Regions from separate parts of the Gossypium hirsutum genome. Here region 2 is linked to region 1. Evidence: chromatin contacts called from public Hi-C data. All regions are on one chromosome and are shown on one strand. Each heading gives the region's core, a stretch centred on a gene start, on an enhancer-like site or on the middle of the called end of the contact. The rest is flanking DNA. Distances are from core to core; before and after follow the strand shown.

The links. Hi-C and Micro-C count contacts between places; a contact is called where the count stands out from the background.
Region 2: a Hi-C map of hypocotyl shows a contact between it and region 1, with 2.4 times the contacts expected there. The contact joins the promoter of LOC107899729 here to the enhancer-like site in region 1. A contact is called at or near these places in 4 of 34 Hi-C or Micro-C datasets (fibers, hypocotyl, leaf and 1 more).

The regions. Positions count from the first base shown.
Region 1 is chrD04:15,983,365-15,988,856 of Gossypium_hirsutum_v2.1, reverse strand. No RefSeq gene overlaps it. Among protein-coding and RNA genes, the nearest start is that of LOC121216394, 9.3 kb to the right of the region's middle. Within about 2 kb of position 3,331, at least 2 of the 9 cell types and tissues checked have an H3K27ac peak or open chromatin away from gene starts, as enhancers often do. A contact at or near this core is called in fibers and hypocotyl, where this site is marked.
Region 2 is chrD04:16,026,053-16,030,990 of Gossypium_hirsutum_v2.1, reverse strand. LOC107899729 reads left to right here and starts at 1,996. Exons shown (of 1, transcript XM_041092062.1): 1 at 1,996-3,412. The coding sequence starts at 2,142. The coding sequence ends at 2,354.

The DNA of each region.
Region 1 (5,492 bases), core at 2,082-4,581:
CTTGTAACAAATATTAATGTTAATCGAGTTAAAGTTCAATCGAAAATTATTTATTATATTAAATGATAAATATTTTTAATTATTTTTTATATTTAATTCAGTTCTTTATAATAATGTGAAGTATTATTTTAACTTTAAAGGATTAAAAAATTATAGATAATATCCATGGGTACTTTTGTCAAATAAAAGAAACTTTATGGTTTATTTGGACTCTAGCCAAACCTTTAGCGAGATTTGAAATAGTTATAATAATTTATTTATTCTTGTTTGTTTTTAAAAAAAAATTTATTTTAGCTTTCTATTTAAATATTCGTCTTTTTTAATTTTTGAAGTTGTATTCTTTGTTAAATTGTTCAAAATAGATGAAAAAGTTAATATTTGTTAACATTACTAACATGACAATTCACGTGTATGACACATTAATAATTAATTAATTTTGTTAAATTTTAAAAATATTTTTAGATAATTTTTCTACTTTTTAATAATTTTTAATTTTTAAATATGTTTGTTGATTAACTTTTTTTCATCTATTTTGAAGTGTTAAAAAAATGGAAATGTAAATAGAAAGTTAAAATGATAAAATTGGGGGAATAAGTGATTATGGTATCCCATTGAACTGACCGATGTCAGCCAAATGAGATTGAAATGAAAAATTGACTCAAAACGTGAGAGGCAAAAACTGAGCCAAAGGAGTGCCCTTACTCTTTCAAATCATTTGAATTTGAGATGAAAAAATTTACCATTAGGATAGGTCAAAAGAAGGAAAAAGAAAACGGAAAAACAACCCATGGATTTATTCATTCCATATGCATATATCAGAAAAAAGAGCAGAACATGAATATCATGTGTTTAGCTTGTCTCTAGCATGCAGGTTTTCTTGCAAAAGGCAGCTTTAAAGGCTTCCATCTTCTTTTATTCATCACATATTTCCATCTAATTTTTAACCAAGAATCCGAATTACAGCAAATCTATAAAGGAATACCAGACAAATTAGTTAGGTTAGATTCTGTGTCAAGCTGACGTTTAATTGGTGAACCAATGGCTTTTTCCATATCTTTTTACCAAACAAAAGCAGCTTAGTTCATTGATAAGCTACCCTTTTCTTTTCATTCTTTTTTTATTTATTTATTTACGCTTCTTGGCAATGCTTAAGTTCAATTTCCTGTATGAATTATCGCACATATATAGGCCAATGTCCTAAGAATTTGCCTTGGGTATTTATTGCTTCAGTTTATATATATGAGAGATCTTAGAAGTGAAAATAGGTATGGTTGATATCGAAAAGAGAAGGCTAAATTTTCTGCCAGAAAATTGCAAGGTGCAATAGCTTTTGATCCTACTTACCAAGATGATCACCGATCAGCAATGATGATGCTTTGATGACGATGATTAGAAAGCAAATTAATATAAAATGAGGGTCCTCCCACCCACGTTCTTTAGGCATTTCTTTTAACAAATTAGGTGCAATAGAAGCAATGAAAACTTCTCTGTGCATCAATTACTATTTGAATCAAATTATGAAATTTCTTTACAATTAATAATCCCACTTTTTTATCCCTATATATAAAGCATAGATTTGAACATCCTAACCATTCTACATTCTAAAATATGTAATACTGCATATGTTAGTGTTTTATTCATCTGTGTTTTTCCTTTTTTTGCTTCAGTCTCATCAATTGTGGCTGGCGAGGCTGTGATCTTTGCTGCTTGGGAGGCTATCAGATGGACTTCTCTTCTTTGTTTTCTATTGATAAAATAGTTGAAAATTTGATGTTGGCACGGTTCAATCGGATCAAATCTCTCAGTGACTGGCTGAGTCCTTTAATCTGATTGAGCCGTGCCAATATCAGAGTTAGTCAGTTTATCACCAAACCACTTGAAACTTGGTCAATCATGTCATCAATTTGGTTATGTTAACATTGGAATGCATAGCATGGATTCTTACCTATATCTTTCTTTATATTCCAATCACTTTCCAGGGTCTCAACTCTTGTGATTCTAGCTGTTGCTGATAGTAGAAACTGCGATTCGAACCTTTGTTTTCAGAAGCGGCGACGTGCCTGATCAGAGCCCAGATTAATCATAAGGAGCCTGCCTCAATCTTGCATTACTTATAGCATATTGACACATGAAGGTGCTTGTGGAAATGAATGGCACTGCTGTAATCATGTTTGTAAAATCTCTTTGATGCAAATTGCTAAGAATATTGTTAGTGTTTAGTGCATTTTATTGTTATTTTTCGTCAGTCAAAATTCATTAGACGAAGGATTCAATCAGGTAAGATTGATTGACGACAATCAGTATAATGGATAAATTGAATGTTGGAGTGGTTGAATTAAATATTCTCCAGCTTTTTTGTGTTTCATTTCCTACTTAATTAAAGGGAGATTGTAGATCTTAAAGGAATAAAGGGTTGAGATCAACTTTTTACAACTCACCACGAAAATGCGGGTGATTTGTTCTCTTTGGTCTTTATATTGACAGGATAACTACCAACCAAAAGGTTGATTTGACCCTGCTATATATATTGTTCAATGGATTTAGTTGGGACCTATGTTACCTGGATTTAGGTAAGAAGAAAATACAAGTATGCATATCATATCAATGAATATGCTTGATTTTCTTTTAAAGTACTCAACATATATACTTTTTTTTTTAAATTTCAGATTGTTATAAATAAATAACAAAGCCTCCTTTCTACAAAATCACATAAACTCCATTTCAGCACTCCTTGATCTGACTGCATGCCACTTAACTCTTTAAATACAGGCGATGGGATTTTTGTTGGATGAGACCCGCGACAATCTTCAAACTCATTATAAAATTTCATCCTCTTCACCCAAAACGCAAGACAACCTACTATTACAAAAACTCTGCTTAGACTTCGCCAAACATATTGAATGCTCCCGGCATCCAATAATCCTAAACACCCCTGATCATAATCTTTGTATCAACAATCAGTGTTGTATACGAAAACAGAGTAAAAAACCATATCTTTACCCTCAAAGAATCATTCCTAACAAAAACCATAATACACCCAACTGTAGCACCAATCAGATGTTCCTCTACCCCCCTAATGAACAAAACCTTGTGGATTCCCATGAACCATTGTGATCTATATTCCCTTAGCTAGCTCACTGAAGCCGTGGGCACGATCCCTTACTAACCCTCCGTTAACACCTGTTAGTAAAGAATCCCCATATTTATATTGTTCAGCAATATCAAGAGTTACAAGTCCAAAACAAATTTCTCAAGGCCCACATAAATGGGTGCACTAGTCCCCAACATGAAGAATATTGGCCCCTAAGTTGTCCCTACAGTTGGAACTCATTTGGGATGTGAACCAATAAGAGCAAAGCTCTCAAGAAAACAACAATACCGACGGATCGTATATAACATCGAAATTTAAAAGTTTTTCTAAAACTAAACTTATCATGATATTTAAAATAATAAATTAAACCAAATAAAGTACTTTACTCATCAAAATAGAGTCTCCACAAGTGGCTCAAAGTAAATAGGTTATTAATCCAAAGAGCTCGCACGTTTTTATGATGCTCACATTGCTCGACAACAACCTTAACATTCATAAGAGTATAAGCACATTGCTTTGAGAACGTAGGAAAACGAAACCCATCTCCTAACTTGTCCTTTATATGCCCAGTACCTACAATTTTTAACTTTGGTCGATCCCAAACATACCATTTCGTGCGTTTTAATCTATTTTATATTTCTAACAAGTCATATTCACTACCTCACTCATTTAGAACATGCTCAAACATACCATAACTTTCAAAAACATATTTTGACACTTCAATTAAATGTTTATGCTAGCATACAAGTTTTTAACTTATAGGCTCAAATACTCAACATACCATTTCAGCATATCATAGTTTTTTTAAGGATCTTATGTGTTCTTTTTGAACCATTTGTTCATTTTAAACATGCCAAAATTTTCAGAATTCTGTTTTAGCCTTTTTTTTTAGCACTTCCTAGCCATGTTCCATGCAATTTTAACACATAAGTATGAACTAACAAATCATGCATCATCAATATTACTCACATATATCAAAGAAGCCACATATCAATGTCCGAAGTGTTGAAAATAAAATCCGATTTGAAAATGGTTTTATTGTACAACGAAAAATTAAAATTTTGAAAATCGACATGGTTTGTGATATTTATAGCAATAAACCTTAAACCGAAATCATACTTGTGTTTTCGAATAAGGGGATCTTTGACGTTTTCCGGCTTTCAACCAAACGATCTTCTCCGCTACTCTTATACCACGAACTACTTCAAGTGTGGGCTCAAGCCAATTGAATCAAAACACAGAACTAGAAAAAATTTTCTTTTCCTTTTAAGGTGAAAATGAAAATTCTTTCTTCTTTAATAGAAATCGGTAGAATTGTTATTCTAGAAAAATATATTTAATAGTTGAGAATAAATTCTATCTATTTTTTGGCGGAGTAACAATATTTTAAAGTTGTGTAAATAGCTCTATCGGTGCTATCTATTTATAGGGAGAGAAGGTAAAACCCTTGTTGAATTGTAGAGATTTATTTCAAATAGAAAAATAACTTCCTAGTCCAACTAGGAGCGGGAGAGGGGCTAATAGGGTGTGTTTCCCCTCATATGTATTATGATGGGGATTCGGACATTTCATTGTATTGGACTCAATTATATGTGCTTTGTAGAATTTTAATCCAACACTTTATAATTTAATCTAACTCAATACATATTTTTCTATTTTTCAAAATAAACATTAATTTTTCAATTAAATAGTTTTCTAATCCCAATTTTACCCTCAAAAAATTTACGACGATTTTACCCCTAGTAAAATTTCCAAGAAAATATATATTCAATATTTCACAACTTAACTTGTTCACTATGTCTGAATAACTTCTTTTCATTTTCGGGATGTAAAACTATTGAAAACATAAACTCATTCTTCTAATCATTTTTGAATAATTCATATTCATTTGCAAATGAATCATTTATCATCTTCATTTCCATTTACATTTTCATTTCCATTTTGAGAAAACCACATTCAATTTCCAAATATTCCATTTCTCCATTTCGGAAAAAATCATAATCATTTTTTAATGTTTTCCATTTCTCTATTTCTATTCATTATGTTCATTTTCGATTCAACACACAATTCATTTATGGTTTCAATGAGCTAGCGGAGGTGTAACAACCCGATTTTGACTCTAATCGGACATAGTGGTTTCGGGACCACAAGTCCGAGTCAAAAAAATATTTTAATATTATTTTGTGTGTTTATTTTGTGTGCATTTGATTGTGTGAAATTTTCGTGTTTTAATTTCGCCGTTTAAGTGTCCGATTTAATAAAAGGGCTTAATCGCGTAAAATGAAAATTTAGGGGTTAATTATAAAAGCACCTAATTGTTGTTGTCTTTATAACTTAGAGGTTTTATTATGCAAATAGTCCACTATGTAAGTTAGTGGGTGGCAAAGGACTAATGTAACCT
Region 2 (4,938 bases), core at 747-3,246, 43 kb before region 1:
TTTTTTAGTCACCTTGTCATTAAGTTGATAATGGAAGTTTGATGTGTCCTTTTATTTATTTGCCTAATAACGAATTTTTCCATTCAATATTTATATGCTTTTATCAATGTAGTTGTAATTCTTGAAAAAAAAATAGCCCTAAACATTCTTACTCATATTTGGTGCTAGAAAGTTTTTTTAAAATATTTTTATTTGACGCTAGTAAGATTTAAGTGTTTTTTGCCACAGGAGAACTACTATTTTAACATAAAAAATATATTAAAAAACATTATGTTGACCTATGATCTTTTTGGTGTCGAAAACTAAAAATCTTTGAGTTTTTCAATGCCGGAGAAGCATCGTTTAATCTAAAGTGTTAAAAAAATTACTAACAAATTATGATTTTTCTGGTATAGGCAACTAGAATCCTTTGAGTTTTCCTACGCTGAATAACACCATCTAAGAGCATAAAACGAAAGGTAGAGAGATAAAAAAAGACCTATAATTAGGATTAAATTGATAAATTTTGTAAATATTGAGTACTAAATTTTTTGGTTTTTTAGAATTGTTACTAAATTGAAAGAATGTATAAATATTGAAGGGTTAAATTTGTTGTTATACCAATAAAAAAGGCTATTTATAACTTCCATTATCAACTTAGCAACATGATGACTAAAAAGGAAATCTAATTTCAAAAACTTTATAGACTAAATTGAAAATTTTTTATAGTTGGGTAACCAAAACAAAACCCTCTCATGGTTAAGTGACCTTTCATGTAGTTTATAATGACCACATCATCCAACCGTGTCAAACTTAACGACAAAGTGGCTAAAAAAAATAAATTCAGATAATTTAGTGATTAAATTGAAGATTTTCATAATTCGATGACTAAAATAGAAGTATGTGAAAAGCTCAGTGACTAATTAAATAATTTATTAAAAAAATCTAGCAATTTTGTTAAACTTTTATAGACTTCTTTATATAAAAGTTATGCCATGATCAAAAGTAAAGTTGTTGCCTTTATCAACAAAATATAAAAAAGTAATTAAAATAAAATCTTTCATCTTTAAAACCAATATCGAAGGGCATAAGTTTAAGTACATTCAAACCTTTATTACCCTTAATCCATAATCCTAATCCTAATCCTAATCCTAATCCCATTTCCGCTAATCAAAACTTGACAAATATAAATCTAATGGCTACAATTAGATTCACGAGGAGTCGACACTTAGCTGTGGCAAGTAAGCACCTATCCCCGACACAGCCAGGCCCCAATCACACGTTCCCACTCCCCAGCTGTCTCTTTCAAGTTTCATCTTTTAGTCCCCCTGGCCATAATCCCATCTTCCTCCTAATCCTACCCAGAAACAATCTAGTAATTTCACTTTCCTCCTCTGGAAAAAAAGGGAACTTTTATAACTGATTTCTGAAGCTCTTCTTAGTATAGTTGGAGGCAAGGAACTATTTTTAATGGCAGATTGGGCTCCAGTTCTTATTGGGGTGGTGCTATTTGTGTTGCTATCACCAGGGCTTTTGTTTTCATTTCCAGGGAACAGCAAGCAGCTGGAGTTTGGGAGCATGAAAACCAATGGCAAGGCCATTGCTATCCACACTCTTCTTTTCTTTGCCATCTATGCTGTTTTGATTGTGGCCCTCCACATCCATATCTATACTGGCTGAATCTGACCCTGATGCTACTCCCCCACCAGTGAGAGTCTTGGTGTTGGTCTCTCTTTTCAAGACCTCTATTGGGTTGTTTTACTAGGTTAATCTTTGAATTCGCTTGTCTTAGTTTTTAACAAGTTACAAAAAAATTTGTCCTAGTTTTGAACCAATAAACATGAACGTACTTGAATAAACAAATCAAACAAGTTAAAACAATACAATGATTTTTATTTCTTTGGAGTGTGTGCTAATTCAAGCAACAGCCGTCCACACATGGCCATTCCATTGCCATATTAGGCCGTCCTGAGGCTTGTTACTGTCAAGATAACGTGGTACCCAAGGTTCCTCTTCCGGTTATGAACCTTTTCCTTTGTCTTTTGGTTCTCTCTTTCTTCTCCCTTTGTCTTTAAATGGCTACTATTTTATTGAGAGGTTCACTCAACCCCATCTCATATATGTCCTAGAAGAGATATTGTGCTGGAAACAAAGGAAGAGGGATGTCGGGAGATTGGGGGCCAGTAGTGGTGGCAGTGGTGCTGTTTGTGTTGTGTTCACCAGGGTTGCTGTTTCAGCTGCCTGGAAACAAAAGAGCAGTGGAATTTGCTAACTTCCAGACGAGTCCAATCTCCATTTTTGTTCATACCATCATATTCTTTGGGCTAGTCACTATCTTTGTGATTGCTATTGGCATTCACATTTATTCAGGGTAGAATAATAAACTATCCCCTCTTCTTCCATTTCCATGCTGCTTGTTCCATTTTAAGACTTTCATAAAGGGATTCTTATTAGTCTTCGAAACTGCCTACATAATTTTTACTTTCAAGAGATATCAAACAATGCTTGCATTATATTACTGTTTTAATTATTCCAGTTTCTTCATTCTTGAGACAAGTTCATAGTTTATAGTTTGATGCCAATTGCCTTTAATAAAAGAAAGCAACGGGTTGTTAGTGGAAAATTTCGATCCCCCAAATTTTAAATCCACCAGTTTCTTATAACTTTAGCTCATTTTAATTAGTACTAATTTGAAAAGAATTTGAGCTACAATAAACTTTCAGCTCCCTGATGATATTTTGATTGTGTTGACAACGTTGAAATTTTTTTATTCAAGTAACAATATATATTTTGTATACAAATAATTATTCATTTGAGATCCTAAATATAACAGAATCTAATGTTAATAATATCAATAATATGTATTAGCTTCGGAGAGGCTGGTAGCTGCTACAAAATAGGTTATTTATTTGTAATCACTTAGTTGTATTTCTTCAAAGTAATATAACACTTTTAAGTGCATTTACTCAAACACTAGGTGTACTTAGTTTTCTTGTAGCTTTTCTATTTGCTTTTTGCTTCTTTGCTTGATTGTTTTCTTTCACTTTATTTCGATGTCTTAGAGAATTTCTTTAAGAATTCTAGTCTTCTTGAGGGATATACTGACTTAGGTGGATCTGAAGCAAAAGAATCGCCTAAGGTCGTGCGGTTTGCCAAATTAAAGTTCTAACCCTGTGACAGTTGGTGTCCAAGCCAAGGTTCGAAGGTGTCAAGTAAGATGGTGAAAGAAGTTGAAGATGAAAAGGAGCTTGATAAGGAAATTATATTAAGGCTTCGATCAATAATACTCAATTCTGCAAAAGCGAAAAGGGATTGCAAGCAAAAAATGTAACATCCCTCGCTCGAACCGATCGTCGGGTCAGAGTTATAAGATGTCACATTCAATGCGAGAGCAATTACCGTCAAATTCAAAGTAAAAAAAAATTATATATTCTAATATGAGTCAATTACCAAAGAGATCAAAGATATCCTATGAGGGTAACACACTTATGACAAAGTCATTGGACGAGCACTGAATAGTTTGGAGAATGAATATTATTCTAAAGAGATCAAGGATATCCTATGAGGGTAACACACTTATGACAAAGTCATTGGACGAGCACTGAGTAGTTGCTTTCGTAATGGTATGTCGTTGGGGGGAGCTTGATCGCCTCCAGACGTACCAACGTCCAAAGTAGAAATCCTACACAAAAGATATGAAAAGCGACATTTGCAAGTATACGGGTCAGATTGTAATATAGTTACAACGGAGTAGGTAAGTACTTCGAGGATCGTACCTAAATGAGGCGAGCACTAAATTAATTCTAATCTAAACATAAATAGATCTAATTTTTTACTTTAATTAAATTATAGTACGAAGAATTAATAGAACATGTTTGATAGACTGTACTAAAAAAATAATAAAAGAAATAAAAAAAGTAAATAAATAAAATACGAGAAATCAAATAATCAAATATGTATCCAATCTGGGCATGGGCAGTCATAATCAACTATTGTCTCGGGTTTTCTTGTTCACTCAACTAGTCAATACCTTAACAGGATCTTCCAATCTTCCACTGAAATATTGAGTTGGCAAGAAGTACTTATCTTCCAACCTCACAATCCAGACCGGTTCAGGGTTAAGGTGTTCATGGATAGGCCATACCAATTTTGGGTTAATTCTCACCTTGATGACTTCCTAGGGTTGTCAGGCCTAGGGTTTAGATTCATTCTTTCCTAAACATCTGATTCGTTAATAATTCCCTACAAAACAGTTAATTATTCATACCTCCACTCGCTAATCCCCCACAGGTGGATTAGTTCCTCATGGATCTAATAAACGGTATAATCTTAGAAGAAGCCAGATTTGTATTGAAATTAAGTGCAGGGATTCACAGAGTTCGATAGTATTTCCCAAATCTAATTTCTCCACAAAAGTAAATAACAAGAACGAAAATAAAATCTAAAACCTAAGGAAAGAGAAAAACTAAATCTCAAGGGAAAATTTATATAATATCAAAGGTGCCCATAACATGTTCTAAATGAGCCTATTTATAGACTTTAGGGTGGTTGTCGTCTTTAACCCTAGGTCAGCTGTCGTCCTCGTGCTTAACATTTAATTGTGCGGACCAAAACGCCTATGGCTCATAACTATTTCCCATATAGAAGCGATGTGGCGACACACAAGGTTTTGTGTCGCAACATTGAGGGCAGTATGCTCATCTTTAGGGTGTCTTCAAGGGTATGTCACGACATCCTCAGGCTATGTCGCGATAGTGAAGGCAGTCCTGGAATTCTTCTATTCTGCTCTTTATGTTACAACACCCAATGCTCCATGTTGCAACCTAGTGACCAGTATTGAGTTAGTACGTCTTCTAATGGTCTTCTGCACATTCATAAAGTATATTAGCTCACCTTTAGACCTCATTCGGCCCCTCAGGTCAATAAAAGACTCAAATTACACATTTTATTAAACTTAAC